Regions from separate parts of the Oryzias latipes genome. Here region 2 is linked to region 1. A link is a contact called in public Hi-C data. All regions are on one chromosome and are shown on one strand. Each heading gives the region's core, a stretch centred on a gene start, on an enhancer-like site or on the middle of the called end of the contact. The rest is flanking DNA. Distances are from core to core; before and after follow the strand shown.

Evidence for each region. Hi-C and Micro-C count contacts between places; a contact is called where the count stands out from the background.
Region 2: a contact with region 1 is called in a Hi-C map of gastrula embryo, with 2.0 times the contacts expected there. The contact joins the promoter of LOC101168299 here to the enhancer-like site in region 1. A contact is called at or near these places in 2 of 5 Hi-C or Micro-C datasets (embryo and gastrula embryo).

The regions. Positions count from the first base shown.
Region 1 is chr10:11,184,454-11,189,897 of ASM223467v1, reverse strand. No RefSeq gene overlaps it. Among protein-coding and RNA genes, the nearest start is that of sox2, 9.5 kb to the right of the region's middle. Within about 2 kb of position 2,392, at least 1 of the 8 cell types and tissues checked has an H3K27ac peak or open chromatin away from gene starts, as enhancers often do. A contact at or near this core is called in gastrula embryo, where this site is marked.
Region 2 is chr10:11,218,998-11,224,441 of ASM223467v1, reverse strand. LOC101168299 (phosphatidylinositol 3,4,5-trisphosphate 5-phosphatase 2B) reads left to right here and starts at 3,098. Exons shown (of 27, transcript XM_004073200.4): 1 at 3,098-4,273; 2 at 5,008-5,071. The coding sequence starts at 4,137.

The DNA of each region.
Region 1 (5,444 bases), core at 1,143-3,642:
TTTAACCTTATTAATGAAAATATTATGTTGAGTGAGCTCCTATGTAACTTGAAGACTATGTCGGACTCAAACGTTTTGATTTAAATCATCAGACATGCGCCTCAAATAAAAGCAGAGTTTACATCATATTTCAAACAACTGCTCTCAGTTTGTGTGAGACTTTACAGCCTGCTGACCCAGCTCGGCTGCTAACACAGGAAGCGGTTGTCCTTGGTGTCAGTGAGGTAAGCACTGAGTAAAGTCCAGACCAGGGAGGGGTTCTGGTTTTTCTGTGGCAGCCTGCTTAGTTAGTGAGAGAATGTGGATTAGAAAGGAGGGAAGCACAGGAGCAGTGTTTAAATGCGTGCGAGGAAGGATAGGGTGGTCGGGGGCAAATTGTTTTAACCCCTATTACAGCAACTGCATGGCTCTGCCCTTATCTAGGCCCCTGCAGCCACTCATTAATATTCTGTACATATGGCAGTACCTTCTGTATCATTGTCTATTAATGGGACGGATAATCGCTCATTCAATTATCAGTCGGCAAAAGACCAGCCGTGGCGGCGCAGGCCTGGTTCACACCGTGGCACAGCCCAAAACAGAGGTGTGCCAGTGAGAAGGTGAGTGCGATAACGGGGATTACAACATATTAGCTACGGTACTTTAATAAGTCAGGCACATGCAAAGCAAACAGGGATCCTTCTGCCTGGAAGCGGCTTTTCTGAACTCAGAGGGAACAAAGCAGAAACATCTTCAGTCTTCGTCCAACTTTACTCGTCCTCTTCATTGGCCTTGTAGCCACAATCTGTATAGAGTTTTCGTGCTTTCATGTCAATCCGCCGCTCCTGTATTGCCATGGATAACAACTTTGATTGCTGCATGATTGACTCTGACGGCCCTAAGACTGCAGCTCGACCCTGATATCAGCAGGTCAAAGATCAATGAAGTGATCCGATTGAGTGTTCTGAACCCTGTGCGGCCTGTCGCTGTGCAGCTAAGGCCGCGGCCTGGATATGGGCAGACTACTGATAATAGTTTGACCTCTGGCTGCTTTGACCTGCTGCGACTTTGTTGAATCAACTCAAGCAGCCACACAGAAAAGCAGCTGAAACACGGGGAGAAAGAGTTGGAACTAGCTTGTTTGGTTATCCCGTGAGTTTCTTGAAGAGGTGGGTCAGGAGACTTGGAAGTGCAGTGCTGTTTTTAAATGGAAGTGTTTTGAGGAAGTGCAAGAAAGATTGGAGGTGAAATGTTAAGAAAGATCACACAAAATCTGTAGTTTGATAAATTTGAGTGAAGCGGAGGCGACCGGGGCTGAGAGGAGCTTTTGTTGCCGCTTCCATTTTCTCCGGCAGAGAGGCGCGCTCGCAGGGTCAGAGAAGTTACGAAACTAATTAAAGCTCGGTGATTCACTGCCTGCTGCGGAGAAAAGAAAGCAAGCTGTCATTCTGATTTAGAAAAATAAATTACAATTTTAATAATGGGGGAGGATAGGGCTGCGAGAATGTCTACAGCCTTGGCGGGCTGGGGTGGGCCTGTTGGGAGAGAGGAGGGGTTGAGGGGTTTGCTGGCTGCCTACTTATCAATAGTTGCAATTTTTTTTTTTTTTTTTGAAACCGCATCGGTAGTACATTGCGAGAGCACAAGTGCCCTTAAAAAAAGAAAACCCCGGAACATTAACATACTGATTTCATGCGCATGGCAAAGGGCCTGAGCCAATATCAGAGAGGACTCAGCAGTCCTATTGTCTGCTGGGACTCTGGTCCCCTCTGATATGAAAATTCAATTATTTTATAACTAGATCTGGCGCTGCGTTTTGACAGTCAACGGTAGCGCCTTGCCAGCTGCATCAGCGTGGGGGACCAGAGGCCCCTGATAGCGAGAGGGAGGCCATTCAGACACTGACATGTTTTTGGGGGACAAGATTGCCTAAATGTGTTGCATTTAGGGAATGAAAGTTAATCTAATGCACCCCCATTATCTCACTCAGGTAATTCCAATACCACCCTCAGTCGGTGTTTGCACTCACGCACGCACTCACATACTCGCACACCCGCTCATTCTTTGACACTTTGAATCTGATTCCCTGCATCCAGGTAATGTAATTTTGCAGCGGCACATCCTTCCCCAGTCGGTTGCAAACTTAATAAAACAGAAGTTGCTTTCTTATTGACATCAGCACTTTCTGGCAGCGGAGAAAACTCAGCCAGTAGGAAAACAGCCGCTCAGTTTTACCAAACTCACCCCTGAAGAATGAAGTTTTAGAGTACAACTTTTAAGGAGCTACCCAACCACCCACACACAGACACACACACACATGCTGGCTTTTTTTCTAGGACCTGTGCTTTCATTACCTCCACGACTCATTGTGAGCGTTCTGAGGGGGGTCGGTTAAGATTAGGGAACAGGAAGTGGCCCCCCGGTATGGCCCTCTCTACTCAGACCCACTGTGTTGTGCTTATTAACCCAGCCTGGGAGAACGCGTACCTGCCTCCCCTCATTAGGCCGCGCTGGAGTGTGCGCTCAGGCTGCAGAAGAATGGGACATTAATTAGTATTCTCTGCAGGGGGAACCGCCATTAGCACTTAATTAGCAGTAAGAGCGCCATTCAGTTGGCCAGCCAGTTAGCATCTTAACATAATATGTCATATGTGTTTTTGAGTCACAGTAAAATGCTGCTACAAGATGTTATTTTTCTGGACATGGGCTCTGCTTCCATGTGGCTCTGTGTTGTTTTCTGGCTGAGGCCACACATCAAACGTGTGGTTCTGTGTCAGCATGGACCCCTCCTCATCCTCCAGGTTAAACTCTGTCCTCTCGCTGCGGTTGACCTGCATAGGGCCAAATGCTGTTTTCCGCCGCTCAGAGCGGCTCGGGGTGGTAAAGTGGCCGATTCAGTGGACTCGGGTCAACTTTCCCCATTGGTCGTGGTGAAGTTCCTTTGATCTGTTGAGTAGCCATTCATCTCTGTCTTTTCTCTGTGTTCTCTGTCCAGCACCATCACCACTGAGGAGGACAAGGGAGGCTGTTAACCCACCTTGGTCTGCTCCTCGCCCTGCTTTTTCTCTCTTTTCCTCTGTTTCTCACCCTTCCTCCCCTCTCTGCCCTCCCCAGCAGCTCTTGGAGAATCAGGCTCGGTACCTTTCACTTTCAGCAATCTGAGAGGTGGAGAGCTGTCATTTGCCAATTTGGCCTGAATGGGGCGGACAGCGGATTGAATGTCGTTTTCCCACCAGGCTGCACCATCCATACCAGCAGGGGAGGGAGGGGGTTTCAGGGAGTGGGGTGTAATGCTAGGGCAAAATTAGAGCTTTGATGGCAGCTAATAGTGTGTGATGGGTGGTGCTCATGTGGGTTTCCAGTACAGACGCCACAGGTCCCCAGAATCTCTGCCTGTCTGTGTCTGACACACCTGTGATATTACGCCAGCACCGGCTTCTGCCTCAGAGCCGAGGTGTGGCCAGATTAGTGCAAAAAAAACTCTGATACTAATTCTGTCTGAGTCAAAGGACTAAAACATGTTTTGGTGTTTGTTTTCTTTACTTTTCGTGTTCAGCACCTTGTGTCGTCTGCTGTTGATTGAAAGTGCTGTATAAAGATGAGTTTAGTTAAGTAGAGCGGCCCTGTTTCTCTTTTTACACAGTTATCCATGAAAAATACAGATCAGCACTTGAGAGAGGGAAAGGGCCGCTCCGGTTTCAGGCCTGGATGACGCCAGGAAGGAGATTAGGTTGCAGAAATAATTTCTTGGTTCACCCTTGTGCCCAGTGATGTCGTTTTCTGTCCTTTCCGGGAATTAAGTCAGACTTGTGATTGTTTTTGTTTTAAAGATCTTCTTTTTCTTTAAAACACTTTGGAAAAATAAAAAGGCAAGTTAAAATTGCTGGATAGATACAAGCGGTCACTAACTGGAAACTCTTTGAAAACAGAAACTTTTTGACTTTCTTTGAGTTTGAATCAGCGTTTAATAAATGACTAATAGACAATGAAAGATAATGTTTTCATCACAGTCTTTACAGTGTAGCTATACTTTTGAGCAACTATTTTTCAACATTGAAGCACTTTAAAATCCATGGTTCCTTTAATAGAAACTGAGAGTAGAAGTATTATATTATTGCAAAATACTTGGAGTATAGTGATTCGTCACATAAATTCTACTCATATCATAATTTGTGGTTGACAATACAATTCACTTTTGATTTTGGTTCATTTTGAACGATCTGATGACCAATTTAGCCAAAATCCAACCAGTGTGACTCAGAGATAAACACCTGAGTACTGAACAGTGCAGGTGAAGTTTTCCATATTCCCCTTATTTCTTACAAGATAATTAAGTGTAAAGTATACATGTGAAAAAACAAATAAACAAGAATGAATGGCAAATTCATTTATATGTTAGTGTCCTAAAGTTCAGCCCACTGTTCTTTTTACACATCAAAATAATACAAACAGATCATTCTAGCACACTGTATGGTCACATGTCTTTAAATTCAAAGTGTTTCCACACATTGGACTGGAATGATGGACTGATCATTTTTTTCTGCCATCACATGTGTGTTGTCCGCTGTGATAGTTGTGTTATAGTAATATAAATCTACCACGCCTCAATTCAAATGGTATTTTCCAATTTCAGTTATAATTGATTTATTTCATTTTGAAAGAATTTTATAATGTTCTGAGTTGATTTGATTGACAACTTTCCTCAGACAGATTGATCTGGTTGGATTGTATATAAACATATTCATTGATTAAGTCAATACACATATTTTATCACATGTCGATGCAGTGGACATTTTTTGGAATTGATAAAAATAGAATTTTTCCCACTTTCTTTTGCTAATTTTCTCTAAATCTTATATCGTGAAAAGACAAATTGTATTAAAGTGCAGTTTAAATAGAACTAATCTGTATTATTGCACTGAAACCTTTACATCCATGTAAAAAGAGAGTTATAATAAAATAAATGGTAATTTCCTCCTCTTCTTTCACATATTTTTTGCCCGTAAGACTAAATGAATAAATCCAAAATCTGGATCCCGATCTGCATTCAGATTTCAGATCAGTCTTAATTTAAACTAGGGAAAGAATCCAAATTCTTTTTGTTTATTTTTAAGTTTGACTTTATGGAGCTGCAGTGATCAAGTGAGTCGGCTGAAATTCACACGAATCCGGCTTTACTCCTCCCTTCCTCTTACTTCCACCACAAGGATGCATGAAACACAACACTGGGATCTGCCCAAGGCTACCAGCAAATATGCACACACACATCTATATTGGAAGCATTGATATCTTCTGAAGCATGAGCAGTGCTGTGATGCTGTGACACATGGATGGTCTGAAGGCCCCTCAAACATCCATACCCATCTGCAAACTTGTCAGCGGCACAATGACGGAAACAGAACACTGTTTTCAATGACGTGTCATCCTGTGCAACAGAAACAGATGGATGAAGACTCACATCACAG
Region 2 (5,444 bases), core at 1,849-4,348, 34 kb before region 1:
GCGATCTGGTTTGATCCTGGTGAACAGATCCTCCTGCTAGAAGTGAGAGGCTGACAGGGACCTGTAGAGTGGGAGGGGTCCGGTGTGATCTTGGTTGTATGTCTCCAGACGCTGCAGATGTGCGGCTGATGTTGTGAAGGGAGGTTGCAGATCTTCTTAGCAGAGCAGATGGCACCAGCCATGTCCCTGAATGTTAACAGCTCACTAGAATATTATTGAGGGAATAACATCAGCCTTTATTTTGTCTGAACAAGACTGGTAACACAAATCCACATGATTGTTTCTAAGGACTGCGCGGCATTTCTGCATTGAAGAGCCGCCTCCGCCAGCTCTGACACACACTGTCCAAAAGCTGCTCTGAGACCCAGTTCTACTGGAAAACACGGTTCTCCTGAGTCCTGCAGCTCGCTCACACTGGGCAGGCGGAGGGACTGCAGTCCAAAGCCTCCTCCAGAGCACACACTGTAACAAAGCACCCTCCCCTGCTTACAAACAAAAAAAATTTGATCCGAATGAGTCTGACACATTTTTATTCTGATCAGGTGTTTATTCCGATTACTTTTGTCCATATGACCGCGGCTACTGTGTAAAAAAACAGCAGCAGAACTCAAAAGCTACATTGTTTAGCAACATAAGAATTATTTTCACACTGGTACAAAATACAAAGAGGGCTTAAGGAAATGTGTTTTAAAAAAACAGCCTCTCAGTGATGTTATTCAGGAAACAAGGGCTTTATGGTCATGTGGTCTGATGAGTTCAGTCTACTCTTTTCCAAGGTGATGTTCACTTCAGGTTGAGAACAGAAGCAGACAATGATACACCCATCATGACTAGTACTCATCGTACAAGTTTGTGCGGGCAGTGCCAGGACAAACTTAGGGCAGCAATATGTGCCTTAATCATAAGCTTTCCCCCTAACCATACTGAATGAACAGAGTATTCCATCAATGGATGTTTTCTTCCTTCCAAGCTATCAAGGTCAAACCACACAATACTTCTTACAGTAACAAAATAACGCTGTGTATTCCAGGTTTCCACTGGCCTCAGATAGCATTTCACATGTCAAAGTTTATGACTGTGTTGCTTGTTTGGACAGGTTTCCACGACAATGCATTTTTCTGTCCTTAAAGAAAATGACAGGTTACATCTGGAATGACTCACACATGCTCCGGATCTCACTCTGACTGAAATGCTGCCTTTAAAACAAAGGAATGCTCAGAAAACCTCAATCAAATATGGAAATTCATTTGATAAAGTTCTTCCTCTATAAAGTATTTGACTGGAAAATATGATAGTGCTGTCATTCCTCTGACAATTAAGCTTACTTAATGTGGCTTGCTTTGTGGAAAATAAACAATAAGCGGGTTTGATGCATTGCATTGCATCATGCTCTGACATTCGAAAAATAAATATTTTGACATAAAATTTAGACATTAGACAATATTTCATTAGGTCTTTCTCAACAACTGAAAAGAAATGTTAGGATACAAATAAATGTCCATAAGGTTCGATCAATGACATTTTGTGTTTCTAGTATTTTGAAAGGATTTGTTTATTTAAACCTTCACAATTATCAGTAACACATTTAAAATCACAATTATATGAAACTGAAAAGTTATTTTTATTTAAAATTAGAAAATGTATGTCACAACCTATGACTCTAATAGATACTCTAATGTATTTTTGCTACTATTGTTACATTGTTTAAAACATCTATTTAAAAACAGAATTCCAGCAGATGTCACATAATTTATCAAATGTCTTCATGTTTTTTCATTATATTGTTTCTAAACTCATTTGTATTGATGCACTCCAACGACAAGATTTTTCATGCTTTGTGTCTGCTCCTTGTGGTGTTATGCCATTGTTTAAATAGAAATCCGTTAAAGAACTACAGGGTCGCGATGATATGACGTCACGGATGTGTCAGGGCAGCGGGAAGCGTGGCTAGACTGAGAGACACATGTTGAAGACTGTCCAAGGAATGTTCGAATAAAGCGCCCTAACAAGCATACGGCTTATTTGTTTCCCTCAATATAAATAACACAACACTCCTAATTCACAACGATTTACATAAAGAAATACTCAGAAATGCTATTTTAATATGAATTTATAAATATATATATATATATATATATATATATATATTCTCCATCATGAGAAAAATGCTATGAGAGCATGTTAAAACACCAACACCGCAATGTTTTTTGGAGAGGGTCTTTAATAACTTTGTTGCAAACTGAAACTTTCCAGTGACAGTTAATGGTTTTTTTAAGGTGCTTTTGACTTGAAGTAAACAAATTTTAAAGTCATTGATGATGACTTTTAGTTGAAATTGACTTGGGAGCAATGTCTGTATTTCTAAACCTAATTCTCCCCAAAGGAAAATCAATTTAAAACCATTTAATAATTTTAGTAAATCCTGTTGATTCCTCCACAGATGGTCAAATAAATGACTGGGTTTCCATCAATCTCACTTTAGTTTTTTCTACTTAACAATTTAATATAGCTAAATTAAAAAAAGTAAGTGTTGTAGGTTTAACCTCTGTTTTAGTTTTCAGTTAGATATGATAGCAACAAGCAGCAAAAGTGTTTCAGGATGGATAATGAAGACGATGCATCATCAAATTGTGTCTATTTGTTTTATGGGAGTTGTGGTTGGTGTTGAGCATGATTGTGCTGAGTTGTCAGCGGCAAAACATTAAATGTGGGACCAAACAGCTTCCCACAAAGTTTAATGCTCCAGCTAATGGAGTGGGAGGAGCTGATGAGGGCTGAGTAGTGGGCAATGTGCTAAGACACCAAAAATAAGAACGTCTGACGTGATCATAACCATATGGAGACTGCGGTCTGCTGAGAAGGAAGGAGTGATCAAGAGCAGAGGGGCGTGATTGAGAAATATTTGTGGTAAATCTGCCAACAAGAGTTCAAAGATGAAAATATTGAAAAAATGAGGGAAGGCAGAACATGTTGTGTGAGTGAAAAGCAGAGAGCGCTGCTTGTTGGTTTAGGAAGGAGGCAGGAAAGCAGCAGAGGCAGGAGAAAGTAAGGCAGGAAAAGAGCGAGAAAAAGGAAGTAGTGTGCTGTTTCACACACTGGTGGTGTAGTTGAGCCCCTCACAAGAATCCTTCTGGCTATGTCCGCCATCTGGAATGTGGAGTCACTTCCTCTGTCTGCCCCGCACTCTGACGAGTTGTCCTCTGCCTCTTCAATCCCTCCCTCTGCTCTGACAGCACAGCAAAGAACCGCTGGAGACCACTGCAGTGCACGTCCTCTGACAGGACACGCTGAGAGAAAGTTAAAACTCCTGGAGCTCACGTCCATCTAGACATGCTGTAGATGGAATCTGGACTTGGAAGAAACAAAGACATCTGCTGTCATCAGCTAAACCCACTGGAGGGTGTTCCTTTTCCCTTATATGGCAAGAGAGCTGGGGAATCATTTGAATTAGTCTGGTTTCTGTTGCATGCCTGTCTGGTTTAGTGCTGACTGAGTTCCATCTGGAGTGTTTCTGCCTTTGCGGTGTGCGTGAAAGGGTCCTGTGTGTGTGCGACTCACTCTATCTGTTTTGCCATCCTCGATTTCTCTTTCTCTCATGCTTGCATGTGGGGTTGAGGTGGAGGTGGTGCCAGTGGCTCACCGTAGCTACTTCTGCTGTGTTTTCCTGAACATCTTTCTCTTTTAAGTTGCATTGTTGTTTGTGGTGTGTGGTCATTTGTGCCACACATGCACTAATGCGCCACAGCTTGCTAGCTAGGAGGGGAAATGAACGTCTTTACACAAGGTTTCATCCAAATGGTGGACTGGAGCTTCTGCTGAGGACTTCAGGGAGTGCTGGACTGGATCAACCCAAGAATTCGATGGATGTTGTTTTCCTCTTTCAGTGACATAGAACGGATGGCTAAAAGCAAAGCAGTGACCCAAGAAGCGTTCTCTGAGACACTGGCAAAAAGGATCATGGGTAAATTATTATCTCAAGAGGATCAATGCACTTTGATGCTAATTAGTTGAGTGGCTTCAGTGACTTCAGAGAAAACTCATCAGCAAACCTGACTTGGCAAATTTGGACGTGCTGCGTGAAGACCATCACCTGATGTGGATTATTCTTATAAAGACACCTCGATGCATCATTGAGCATGGCTTTGGCACCATGGTATCATCGTGACATCAGCCGTGTGCATGCAGAGGAGCTATTGGCCCGGGCAGGGCGGGATGGCAGCTTTCTAGTAAGGGACAGCGAGTCTGTGCCAGGAGCCTATGCATTATGCCTGTTGTAAGTAACACACACACACACACACGCTCACACACAGATTCTGCCATTTAAAAGAGAAAGAGTTCAATTCAATTTAAGAGGATGTCCTTAAACTGTAACTTGATTTTCAGGCTCAAGTGACATTTGTGTCACCTGTAACACCATTTGTGAAGAAGTTTATTTTTTCCCCCTGCAGCTTTGTCAAGAAAAGTCAGTTTCATTACTAAAATCCCATCAGACTTTCATTTATGACTCTGTTTCCCCGTTTGCCCCTCATTTTTCCCCGGGGCCCCTGAATTCGGGCAGCAGATCCAGCAACCGCACTAAGCTGATGGCTCGTCGGCCCAAGCCAGATACATTCCTGAAGGCTGAGCCTGGCTCCTTCCCTGTGCTGCCTCTTTCCTTTCATTCTTTTCTCAGTGCATCATTCTCTTTTTGCTTTTTTTTTAAATGTCTTAAGTGTTGTGCTTGCAGTGCTTCATCATCATGTGCTGAACAGGAGCTACAGTGTCTCTATATCTGACAGGGATGGAGGTGGTGATCCAAGTGTCTTATGACCTTAATGAAACAACTAAAACCACTAATAAGTAACACAAATATCTTTAAAAAAACAGGTGTTTTTTATTTCCCTCATAATTTTCTTCAGAACCCTGAATTTTTCTAATTTTACAAACCTTTGCTCATTAATTTAGGAAACCTTTGCTGTCTTTCCCATCACGGACGTAGACCATAACAGATATTTTTGGTTCCCAAAGGTTCCAGTGTCACGTTCACACCTACCGTATTCTTCCCGATGCGGATGGTCTCCTGGCCGTTCAGGTGAGTGTTTTCTGCCAGATTTATTCTCTGCCTGAAAAGCCTGAGAAAAACATGAGTGAACTGAATGAATCTGAGCAAGTCCTGACCTTGGCAGACCACCCAGGCAATCAAAAGGGAATCTAAAGATGAAGTATTTGACTGTTCTGTGAACATAGGCTTGTTTTGTTTTTCTTCTCTGTACAAGTCTCAGTTGTAGTTACTTTGTTGTTTGAATGGCATTTTTGCCATGTGGCTGCATGCTTTCAGCTTGAGCTCAGCTGCACAGTGGAAAAATTGTTTTTATGTCTCAGAGATTCCTGCTCAACCCACACATGGAGTGAAGGGTGTGCGTCTTTGCTATGCATGAGGATGTGGGTGTTCATATTAGAAATAA